Regions from separate parts of the Mus musculus genome. Here regions 2 and 3 are each linked to region 1. A link is a contact called in public Hi-C data. All regions are on one chromosome and are shown on one strand. Each heading gives the region's core, a stretch centred on a gene start, on an enhancer-like site or on the middle of the called end of the contact. The rest is flanking DNA. Distances are from core to core; before and after follow the strand shown. Region 1 has its middle 46 kb from the start of A730056A06Rik. Region 2 has its middle 240 kb from the start of Gm36865. Region 3 has its middle 9.8 kb from the start of Gm36865.

Region 1 (3,565 bases), core at 534-3,033:
GCAGAGACAGCCGGGCCTCAGCCTCAGCTCCAGACAGCAGAAGGGGCCCCGGGAGAAGTTCTCAGCTGTGCATCTCTCAGGGAAGCGAAGATCAGTGAAGACGAGAGACCCACAAGCGTTACACAGCCAGCTGTACCAGCAAGCCAAGCTCTCTTCGTCATTCTGTGGAGTCCTATTTCTACCCTCCAAGCATCACGTGTCCTCCACGTGTCCTGCCTCAGCACATGCATCCAGTCAGCCCGAGTCCTTGAAAGTGGCAACAAACTACAGCACACCGCCACAAGTTTTTGGTGCATTTCTCTCCATGGTTTCCCGACAAATGCAATGTGAGGTGGACGATGCCTGTCATTAGCCAAGAATCCTTCATCACACGTCCTTTCACGTGCTTGCTTTAGTAGAACATCATTTCTCCTGTGTCTGCTTCAGCTAAGCATTCCTTCACGAATCCGCCTTAGCTTTTTACACCTGTGTCCACTTTAATGAAACATTCCTTCACGTGTTTGTCCTAACAAAACACCCTCCAACTGTCTTTCCAAAGAGTCTTCATGTTTCACTTCATTGACCAAAAGCAACTTGGGGAATAAAAGGGTTTGTTTCATTTTAGCCCTTCCAAACATGCAGAGAAGTCAGGGCGGGAATTTGAGGCAGGAACTGAAGCAGAAGCCACAGGAATGGTGCCTACTGGCTTGCCCTCCGTGGCACACTCAGCCCTGGTGGTCCCTTCCACCCACCGTTGCCTTGGCCCTCCTACATCATCATTAATCAAGAAAATGCCCCTACAGACTTGCCTATAAGCTAATCTGATGGAGGCGTTTTCTTAATTAAGGTTTCCTCTTCCCAGGTGACTCAGGCTGACAGAAAACTCACTAGCATGCCTCCCTAGGTGGGACCATCTCTGTATCTGACATAGCATCCCAGAGTAAGTGTAATTCTAGAACTGTCCTGCAGAGGGCAGCAGGCGCACACAGACTCCAGCCTAACCGCAGATAACCCACATGCTGCCCGGTTCTTCCAATGTTTAGATCTCTCTCTTTTTTTTTTTTTTTTTTTTTTTTTTTTTTTTTTTTGCCACCAGAGTCCAGAGGATTGGAGCCATCCTGTTCCTGAAGGAGGAATGAGAGGGGACTGAGAGCAGCTATATGCTTCCCTACCTTCTTCAGCCACTGCTCAGGGTTCTCAGGTCTATGGCAGCGAGAGGGATCAAGGTCTTATGAGCTCTGGGCTGGGCTGCTCCAGGTCGTCACACACACACACACACACACCCCCGCATACTCTGCTCTTTGTAGAATGCTTTCTCCACCTTCTGACATGCCTTGCTCCAGAAACTCGTGTGGTGAGTTAGTCACACATGCCTTTTACCCCTCCAAAGAGGAGCATCCCTTTTCTTCCTTCCTTAGGCGGCCACTCAGAATGTACCTGCTTCTCTTCCTGGAGTCTGCTGCCATGTGGGTCGTTAGATTATGTAAGTATCAACTATTGGTTTATCTCCCCAGCAAGAATACAGGATTTGTCCCGAGACAAATGGATTCATCAATGACTAAGTTCCTGGGTACCACTGCCACCGGGACCTCTTTCGGTGGGTTCTCTTGTTGATGTTGGGCATCTGTGCCAGGAATTAGCTCATTAGATTTCCACAGGACCCTGGGAGGTGGCTACGTGTAATTCCATTTTACAGATCAGGAATCTAAGGCTCAAGAAAAAAAAAATCCAAGGGAGACCACACAGCTAGCAACAGGCAGAGCCCAGCTCCGATGCCAAGTCAGCCTGCTGCCCAAGCTCACATGCCCAGCCGCTGCTCTGAGCCATGCTTGGGCCTGAGAGACAGGCTCCAGTGCTGCCTGGCTCTCCTGGACCTCTGCCAGTCTTCAGATAAGTTTTCCCTCCAAATTTACCCGGGCAGTTATCAGATTTCGCTGATCAGTCCTTTCTGGTTTTTACCCTTACAAACTCTGGCTTGTGATATGAGAAGCCTAAGAGTTCTTTTCCTTGTTTTTGCTCTGGTGGGGGTGGGGGGAGCACAACCCAGGAGCCTAAGGTCTCTCACACCATAGGCAAGGGCCCTAACATTGAGCTACATACTCATAGGCAGTTGGGGATGGAGTGGGAGAGAGAGAGTAGCTCACAGGCTATGCGAAAGCTCTTCGGTTGCCAGGCTGACTGGCCTCGGCCCAGGTCTGCACCAGAGCAACTGTCATGCACAAGGAAGATGGGAGCACTCAGACTTAACTCAGAGCAACTGTCATGCACAAGGAAGACGGGAGCACTCAGACTTAACTCAGACCAACTGTCATGCACAAGGAAGATGGGAGCACTCAGACTTAACTCAGACCAACTGTCATGCACAAGGAAGATGGGAGCACTCAGACTTAACTCAGAGCAACTGTCATGCACAAGGAAGACTGGAGCACTCAGACTTAAGGTGCTGGCCCCGGACATTTGAGATGCAAATTCCCCTGTTCTGGAGGGCAGTGAGCGGTGTGGTATTTAGGAAAGAATTCTTGTGGGTTAAATTTAGGAGCCTGAAAAAAATTCCAAGCCCCACATATTTTTTTGGCAAGTGTCACATGGCACTTTCATCTGATGGAGAGTGAAGGACTTTTTGCCTGGGCCTGGCTTTTCCACAGTCTGTCCAGCGTGTGGCTCGGGCCAATGGCCCCGCCATTGCTATGCTGTTCCCCTGGGATTGTTTTCTTTAACAATCCCACTGACCACTGGGGGGGCCAGGCCTTTGGTGACTGACAATGCAGGAGAGTGGGTGCATTTAGCTCTTTCCTCCTAGATCAACCCTTCAGGGTCTTTGTTTAAGAGCCTGTGGTTTTGCTTGTTTCTTTGTTTCAAGCAAGGCTCTTGAACATTCTCTCTCTCCTCACATCTGGTGCTGAGGTTGTGTGTCCGGTGGGCATAAATGCTCTCTGGATTTCTCCTCTTACTGGCCTTTCGTCTCCTCCCCAGTCTTGCGGGTTCCTCTCCTCTGGGGAGCAGATGAAGACATTGCTGGGAGCTGTTGGGAGCCTCAGAGGGTTAAGTGACTTGACCAAGCTTACTTATCTGGGACTTAAACTTGACTTGAACAGAGTATCACAAGCAAAATTGACCTAGGTGTATGCCTTGGCTCTGCCCTTGACAGGGAGGGCATGGTACAGGGGGGCACATCTCACACAGATCTTCAATCTGTTAAATGGTTTGGGTCCCGTGACACTGAATCACGGCGACAACATGTGCCCGTAGTCAGCAGGGAGCCTGGCTTTGCACACGTCTGGACAGTGGTGCTATCAGAGCACATCACTGGGCCCCTAGGCTGGGTGCTAAGGGATGTTGAAGGGGTCGAGTTGTGGCTGGGGCTTCTCGGTCATGCTGGCTTGGATGAAGCCATTATGGACCGCAGACCCTCCTCCATTCCAGACTCTGTTCTAGACAACAGCTCTCAGCCTTTCATCGTATAACATCGGTCTGCCCTGACGTGCCCAGAGCAAGGGGAAACGGACCAACCAAGTCCTTCTAACGGCTCAGGCATAGGAAGGAAGAGAGGTAATCTCAGTCCCCGAAGGCCATGGTGGTTAAACAG
Region 2 (3,565 bases), core at 606-3,105, 830 kb after region 1:
ATTAAATAAGGTTCAGCTTCCTGCAAGGTACTTTCAAAGCAGGCTACCAACTCCCATTCCCTAAAACTTTGGATTTCTGATAGGCTGATCAGGGGCATGGGGTTGTGAAAACTGGTGAGCTTAATCTGCGTTAGGCATGGTATGCTACAAGGAAAACAAGATGATGGAGATGAGAAAAAGGAGAGAATTTCCTGGCTGATACCTGCCTTGGGAGAGAAGTTTTAATGAGGTGGTTGCAATGTTTCTTGTAGTGTCCATCTCTGTACATGCCCGAGACACCTACAATAAAGACTTGTGTTATTTTTCTCAAAGTGTTCTTACATTGGATTCATTTATTTTGAATGCTGAGTTCTCAATCTGACCGTGTGTTTAGACAGGACTATTGGGATAGTATTCCAGAACATTTCAGCTAGGATTGGGAGCTAAGACACATTAGTCCATAGCTGCCTTTCTAGACTGGAGCAAGAGGAATTCATATCATCCATGACTGCCAGGCTGCTGTGAGCAAGCTCAATGAGTCAAATGAGTCATCTGCCCACTTACTTTCTACTCAGAGTAACAGGCGAAGTGTGACAGAAACTGAGATGTTAAATTTATAGTTTTAGAAACCAGGCATCCAAGGGACTGGATGTCTCAGCTGAGCTAAAGGTCCCGTGAATGAAAAAAGTTGGCAACCATAATCAATATTTTCTTTCTAATGAGAAGACTTTTGCTTTCTTTCCTGTCAAGATGTCCTCTTCTTGGAAAAAAAAAAGATAATTCCTAGTGACAGATTACACTTCTGAGTGTGAAGTGCCTCAGGCAAAGGGCACAGTTCCCTAAACGGATACATCAGATATGAAAGAGGCACAGGCAAGAGGCTGGGATGAAAAGGGGATGGTGGTGCTATCTTGGGATGAGTCACCACTGTCACACTGCAGGGGAGGAGAGGGTCCTTTATCTGAGGACCAGGAAGTATGACTGATACATATTCATCTGCATCCCTGAAAGAATGCTCACCACCCAAATCTTCTCAAAAATAGATCCTGACATTTAGGGCTTATGTCCTGTGAGATTTCTAGTTTGGATCAAACCAAACAGAGAGAAAGTTAATTACTGAGTTCTGAGGGTAGAAGAGGCTCCAGGGCAGCTGAGTGTTAATGGCTTTATTTATACACAATGGATGTACAAGGAACAACACATATTGAATGTACTCTGAGTTTGGATGTATTATTGAACATAGAAGACACTTCTCAAGGTTTTCTTGTGCCCTTTGTATTTCGTGTGCTTTGGATCTGCATGTGCTAAGAACCCTTAACAGGGCATCTACCTATTTAACAAAGGGTATGACTGTTGTTATTGTATATATACAGTCCACTTAGAGAACTATGTATACCACATTGTGATTATATAGTGAGCATTTTATTATTATTACTATAATTACATAATTATTATTATATTAATTATTATACAGGTAAATAAACTCAGGGGAAATTAAAAGATTAAAAAAGTGTTAAAAGATATTACACAATTATAATTTTAAAAATCTGCATTAAAGTGGACATACATAAAATAATGAAATGAGCTCTTAATATGACATGTATAAATAATAAACTACATTTCTTCATTGGATTAAAGTAACTTTTACAGTAGTCATTTCAGGAGATAGTTTATAAGATGTTTTTCATAAATGTTACTTTGGATTTTTATTCCATGCCTGCAGTACCTCTACATTCAGCCCAAACCATCTACACGATATAAAATGGCTTCCCATGTGAAGAGAAATGCATTTTGACTTGACTCACCTCAAGTCCAGCTGTGATGCTTCTGCCGTCTAGGACCCTTGCCATATTTGGGCATGATGAACTGCTAAGTCTGGCCTCAGACATGCCCAGCCAAAACTGCTGGACTTGGCCAGCGTAGGGCCTGGGAGTGGGCTTTGGTGCTGAGAATGCAGTGGCTGGTGATGTTGGGCAATCATGGAGTCATAGCAGCAGAGAAATCAGAATCCATATCCAAGCTCAACTCCTTGATTAGCTTCTATTTAAATAAAAATTTACTGAGTTTTTCAGCTGTCTTGGCAACATCAGATTCCAGCCTGGAGAGGAAGTATGTGAGTCAGAGGTGGGAAGAGGCAGCTGGCCTGGTACTGTTCCAATCGTCCTCCTCCTCTGAGGACCATGTCTCCTGGAGCTTTGTGCTGCATTTACAAATAGCCTGCAGGGAGCCTGAGCATTGTGTAGTTATACTCCATCAAAGCTGTCCTGGAGGCCATTTCTGAGTGTGTTTCAATGCATGATAGCCATCAGCATTAGCCCTGTCCTCTTGAGCATCATAAATGAGTGATCCTCAAGAAACCATCCCACGGAATGGAACAAAACAGGGCATTGAGAAACGAAAAGAAGGATGTGTCTCTACATGGATTCTAAGTCTGTGCCCCCTGCAGATAATCTCATAAGACCATTTAGACAAACAGGGAACGTTTGCTCCCATGCACCACTTTTAAAAGAAGCAACAGTTAAACCTAGGTCTGAATGACCATCCTGCTTCACAATCCAAAAGTGCCTTCATGTTCTCCCAGCTTCTTCATCTCCTTCCTTTTATGCTCTTTCCCTGTATTTTAGTGGCATAGAAGTAGTTAGAGGCATGAATCTGAGGTATAGACTCAGTTACTCAGTCTCTCTCCTCTACAGAGAAAAAAAATATGATGAATAATATATATTATATATTAGATATAATTTACATAATGTTGTATTGTTTATTATATATTATTTTATTTTGTTATATATTATATTATAATTATTATAATTATCCTTTAATTATAATTATCATGTATGATTATATGTGTATATATGCATGTATATGAAATGTTTATAATATAATATACAATAATACATATTATTATTTGTTATATAATATGATATAACATATTGTAATGGTAATGTATAATAACATATATATGATATATTAGTTCTTCCTTTATAATCAAAAAGTGTTTGTTTTAGAGGGTAGAATGAGCAGGGCTTAAACTTTTTTTTCTTTTCTTTTCTTGTTGCTGATTCCTGGAAAACAGGATGGAAAATATAATCATTTTGGTGGTGTGTCTGAGAAAGACCTTGAAAGAAAGCTCTCCAGATGGCAGTTCTCCATCATAAGATACAAAATGAGATGCCAAGGATGACCAATGGGTAGGTTGAAGAAGGCTCTGTCTCTGTAATAACAAAGATATCTTAGAGAAAGCAATCCAGAGTCTTACTCAGCCAGGCTCTACCTTAAGACTTGGAGTTGCCTGTTGGAAATCTTTACGTGTTGTAGTAGAGCTGAGAAGTGTGACTGGGGAAACCATGGTGTTGGGTAAACATGAACACACTACAGGCTGCTTTGTTGGGGCAGAATGCAAACTCAGTTTTGTCCTGTGTGAGCGATCTCTGAACTTCTCAGCCCCTTCTACTGTGTGAGAATACAGAGTCTTCAGGAGGCTTAATTAAGTACAAGGGCTGAACGCACATTGCTTAGACTGGATTTCTTGTGTTTACTTGTTTTGACTGCATACATTCCTTTCTGCTTCACAGACAGGAACCTGCCG
Region 3 (3,565 bases), core at 786-3,285, 590 kb after region 1:
GGTCCACTCATTGGCTATCCTGAGGGTCAGGCATCATTTCTCTCCCCTTTTCAAGGAATGCCATACTTTTAAGGCCACTGTCTATATAGCCTTAATTAGCAACATGAACAAATAAACTGCATGTTAGACAGCTTCCTCCCTCCCTCCCTCCCTCCCTCCCTCCCTCCCTTCCTTTCTTTTTTCTATTTTTTTACTTTAAGATGTGCCATCCTTTTGCATTTTGTATTAAGGTCACATAGGTTATGGTGTTTTTCTTTTCTTCTTCTTTCTTTTCTTTTGTTCAACTGTACTTGGAATCTAGGCAGGGTTTTCCCTGGATATTTTTCTTGGCCAAATTCCTCACATAAAATTTGCATTATTCTAAAAGCTGGTGCGTTTTCTTTTTGTCCAAAAGAAAAATTATAAAATTGTGCTGTTCTACAAAGCCAAGGACATAATAAGGTCCCGGAGGACCAGGGACAGTTTCTCCTTGACCCTAGATTATAGGACTATAATAATGTTGCCGTTAGCCATAGAGAAAGCAGCTGGTTCCTTATCGGTATTTATATAGTAAGGAAAATGAAGACAGAAATTCCCCACTGCAGATGTTGGTGTAAGCTGCTCGCTTGTCTAAGTTACAAGATTAGTTTTAGCAATTACATTTGGTATCCAATAATCTGAGAATCGGTTCTTCTTTGTGTTTCCTGATATTCACCATTCTCTCCTACCCTGGACAAAGAGAGCTGTGTACATCACAGAGGTCAGGAAGCATACCTAGGCTTTCTCAGTCCCCAGGAAATTATCTCCTTTTCTGTACCCACTTCAGTGCAGCAGTCTGACTTCTCCCTGATGCAGGGGATGCTTCCCTCAAAGAAAATGCTCTGCATCTAAAATTCTTATCTGAAAACTGAAAAAGAGCCTTGACTTTGTTGGTTTTCTAGAAGAACAGTCTGGAGTTCTGTGCGGGATGCACCCCAGTGTCGGAGCCTAGAGGGGTAGGCTGGAGTTGTACAGGTTTTCTTGGGTTGTACCTTCCTGATGGTATACCTGCTCATCTCCAGGTGCTCTTTAAATCTTGGGTCATTCAAGAGGCTGCCAAAACAATTGTATTCATGATCACAACGATGGAAGGTTGGTACCTGGCATGTTTACAACCTCTTACCTTTGCATAAAGTGCACACAGCTTGCTGGGGTTTGCAGCTCAGAGATAGAGTTGTTTGTTCCTGTGAGTGAGCTGTTGGTTAATACCCTCCAAGAGATGGTTAGGGGAGAGACAAAATGAGATGTATCTATGTGGGAAAACACAGCTTGTCACTAGATCACCTTCAGCTATTAGTTATTTAGTTTCAAGAGTTATTCATCTAAATTCCTGTAATTAATACACCCACTTCAAACCCACCCACTTCTACTGGCTAGTGTGTTCAAGAAGGTAAAGTGTGTGCAGCTGGCTAGCTTCTCCCCCATTGCCATTGTCTGTATTGTCAGGAAAGAAAGACAACACACAGGAATGCTTATGAATAATTCAAGTCCTGGAGAGAAGGCCATTCCATGACCCAACACAAACCTTCGCATCAATCGGCATTGTTAAAATTAATCCTGCGAAAGCCAACCTCCTCCTTCAGATGTGAGAATATAAGGCCATTCTGATTTGCAAGCAAAGAGGTCCTCACATAAGAAAATCAATTTAAACCCAGAGTGACATTTCGGGTTTGATTCAGTCAGCATTGTCTGGCTTGCATTATTTAATAGGCTGCGTCTACAATGACCTCTGAAGAGTTAAAACTCACGAACAGGGGAGCTGAGTGCTATCTATTATAATTTTGACTTTAATGATTAGAAACACGGGATACATTCCTCTGGAATGTCAGCTCTGAGTGGTTTCCATTGCAGCTCATCTATTAGGAAGGAGCATGACCCCAAAGATTTTTCTGACCTCATTTGGGTCTTGTGACTCATTTGGTCAAGCGTTTCAAAACTGAAATTCAGGAGAAGCTCTAGAGAACATTCTGACTGGCCCTGGTGGAAAGCGACACCCTAGCTGGGCATGCCAGAGTAGTGCCCTTCATAGGCCACAAGCTAAAATGCCTCAGAGGCAGCACAAACTGTTTTATGCAGAAAGTCTTTCTAGATGAAAATGCTACGGATTGTGCAACAGAGAAAACATGCTTGACGAATGTCCTGCTTGCTCAAGGTGACTCTGACATCAATCTCACTGATACAAAAGTGAAGGATCTTGTGGTCATTGGGAAGATTCAAGATTCAAATATATTTTGGGGGATTCAACTTAATCTGTGCTATGTGAGGGGCTACATAAGTTTCTCCCCTAAGCTATACTTGATTGATTATATCACCTGTGCATCTATTTAAGACAGTACCATTTCACATGCCTCCAATTTTTAAAAATTTTTAATAGAAAATGAAATTCCTACATATGATACAAACTTGAGTTGGAACAGCTAAGAACAACTTAGGTCAGGGTTTGGCAGTCATAGGCCAGAGCCAGCCTGCTTTCTAGTTCCAGTAAATAAGGCTTTGTTGGAACATACCCTGACAGGGTCATTTTCAGATATTGTTGAAAGAATTAATTTTTAGTTTTCAGCACGTGTATCTGTGTTTATCTGTGTGTTTGTGCCTGAGTGTAATGCCTGCAGTGGCCAGAAGAGGGTGTTAGCTCTTTATGAACTGTAGTTATGTGTGGTTGTGAGCCCTCTAGCATGGGTTCTGGGAAATGAAGTGTGGTCCTCTACAAGAGCAGTGTAAGTTCTTAACTAATGAGACAAAGGTCCAGACCCTCATCAGTTCCTGTTGCTATTTGCAGAACACAGTAGTGGGATTAAGTGGCTATAACCAAGATCTGTCTCCATTCCTGAAAGGCTAGGAATATTTACTCATTTTCTTTTTGTGTACAATTCCTTTCTTGAGGAAGCCTAGAGTGCACAGTGTAAGTGGCAGGGTTTATAGAAACCTGCTGAAAGCACAGGATGCTTAGGACTGAACTATTGGAGCACTAGCTTGGAAAGCTGATGAGATTGTTGGGGAAAATGCAAATACCCATTCCTTGTACTCTGGCAAAGGAAAGAGTCAGAGCTGGAGTTTGATGACATTACTCCTAGAAACTTGTCCAAGTTCAAGAGATGGACGCACTGAGATAACAACAATTCTTCAGATAGCCACGTGGTCTCACTATGGCTAGTCTAGTGTTTAGGCTTTAAAAATAATAAAGCCAGCTAGTAATTATTGTCTTCTGTTTGTGTGCCAAAAGGCAAGATCAGGCAACTGTTCTCTGAAGATCAATTGTCTTCACATTTTACACTTAGTTTGCTGGACGTGAGAAACGGGCAGCAGGCTGGATTTGGCATGTGGAACATAGCTTGCCAATGTCTGGATCAGATGAAAGTCATGTTAGGCTTCTTGTTCTGTTGTTTAGCTTCTGTGTTCCATAGCCCTCCAAGTTGCCAAGTGCTAACTTGGTCTAATCTACTGGGAGACTTAGGAGGAACTGGCAGCATTGACTTTCCAGTAAAGAAAAGATAAAATGGTTTTCCACAGTACCCACAGTGGAGTATCAACCATCCAGCCCAGGGCT

What was found. A called contact is a pair of places that touch in the nucleus more often than the background predicts.
Region 2: a contact with region 1 is called in a Hi-C map of muscle stem cells, with 4 times the contacts expected there. The contact joins two enhancer-like sites. A contact is called at or near these places in 4 of 484 Hi-C or Micro-C datasets (cerebral cortex, embryonic stem cells, forebrain and 1 more), 2 of 115 datasets of contacts at active chromatin or transcription factors (astrocytes and fibro-adipogenic progenitors) and 1 of 9 other capture datasets (embryonic stem cells).
Region 3: a Hi-C map of muscle stem cells shows a contact between it and region 1, with 4 times the contacts expected there. The contact joins two enhancer-like sites. A contact is called at or near these places in 3 of 484 Hi-C or Micro-C datasets (embryonic stem cells and muscle stem cells) and 1 of 9 other capture datasets (embryonic stem cells).

What each region holds. Positions count from the first base shown.
Region 1 is chr7:73,420,044-73,423,608 of GRCm38.p6, reverse strand. No RefSeq gene overlaps it. Among named protein-coding and RNA genes, the nearest start is that of A730056A06Rik, 46 kb to the right of the region's middle. Within about 2 kb of position 1,783, at least 44 of the 459 cell types and tissues checked have an H3K27ac peak or open chromatin away from gene starts, as enhancers often do. A contact at or near this core is called in astrocytes and muscle stem cells, where this site is marked.
Region 2 is chr7:72,587,896-72,591,460 of GRCm38.p6, reverse strand. No RefSeq gene overlaps it. Among named protein-coding and RNA genes, the nearest start is that of Gm36865, 240 kb to the left of the region's middle. Within about 2 kb of position 1,855, at least 49 of the 459 cell types and tissues checked have an H3K27ac peak or open chromatin away from gene starts, as enhancers often do. A contact at or near this core is called in astrocytes and muscle stem cells, where this site is marked.
Region 3 is chr7:72,834,686-72,838,250 of GRCm38.p6, reverse strand. No RefSeq gene overlaps it. Among named protein-coding and RNA genes, the nearest start is that of Gm36865, 9.8 kb to the right of the region's middle. Within about 2 kb of position 2,035, at least 2 of the 459 cell types and tissues checked have an H3K27ac peak or open chromatin away from gene starts, as enhancers often do. A contact at or near this core is called in muscle stem cells, where this site is marked.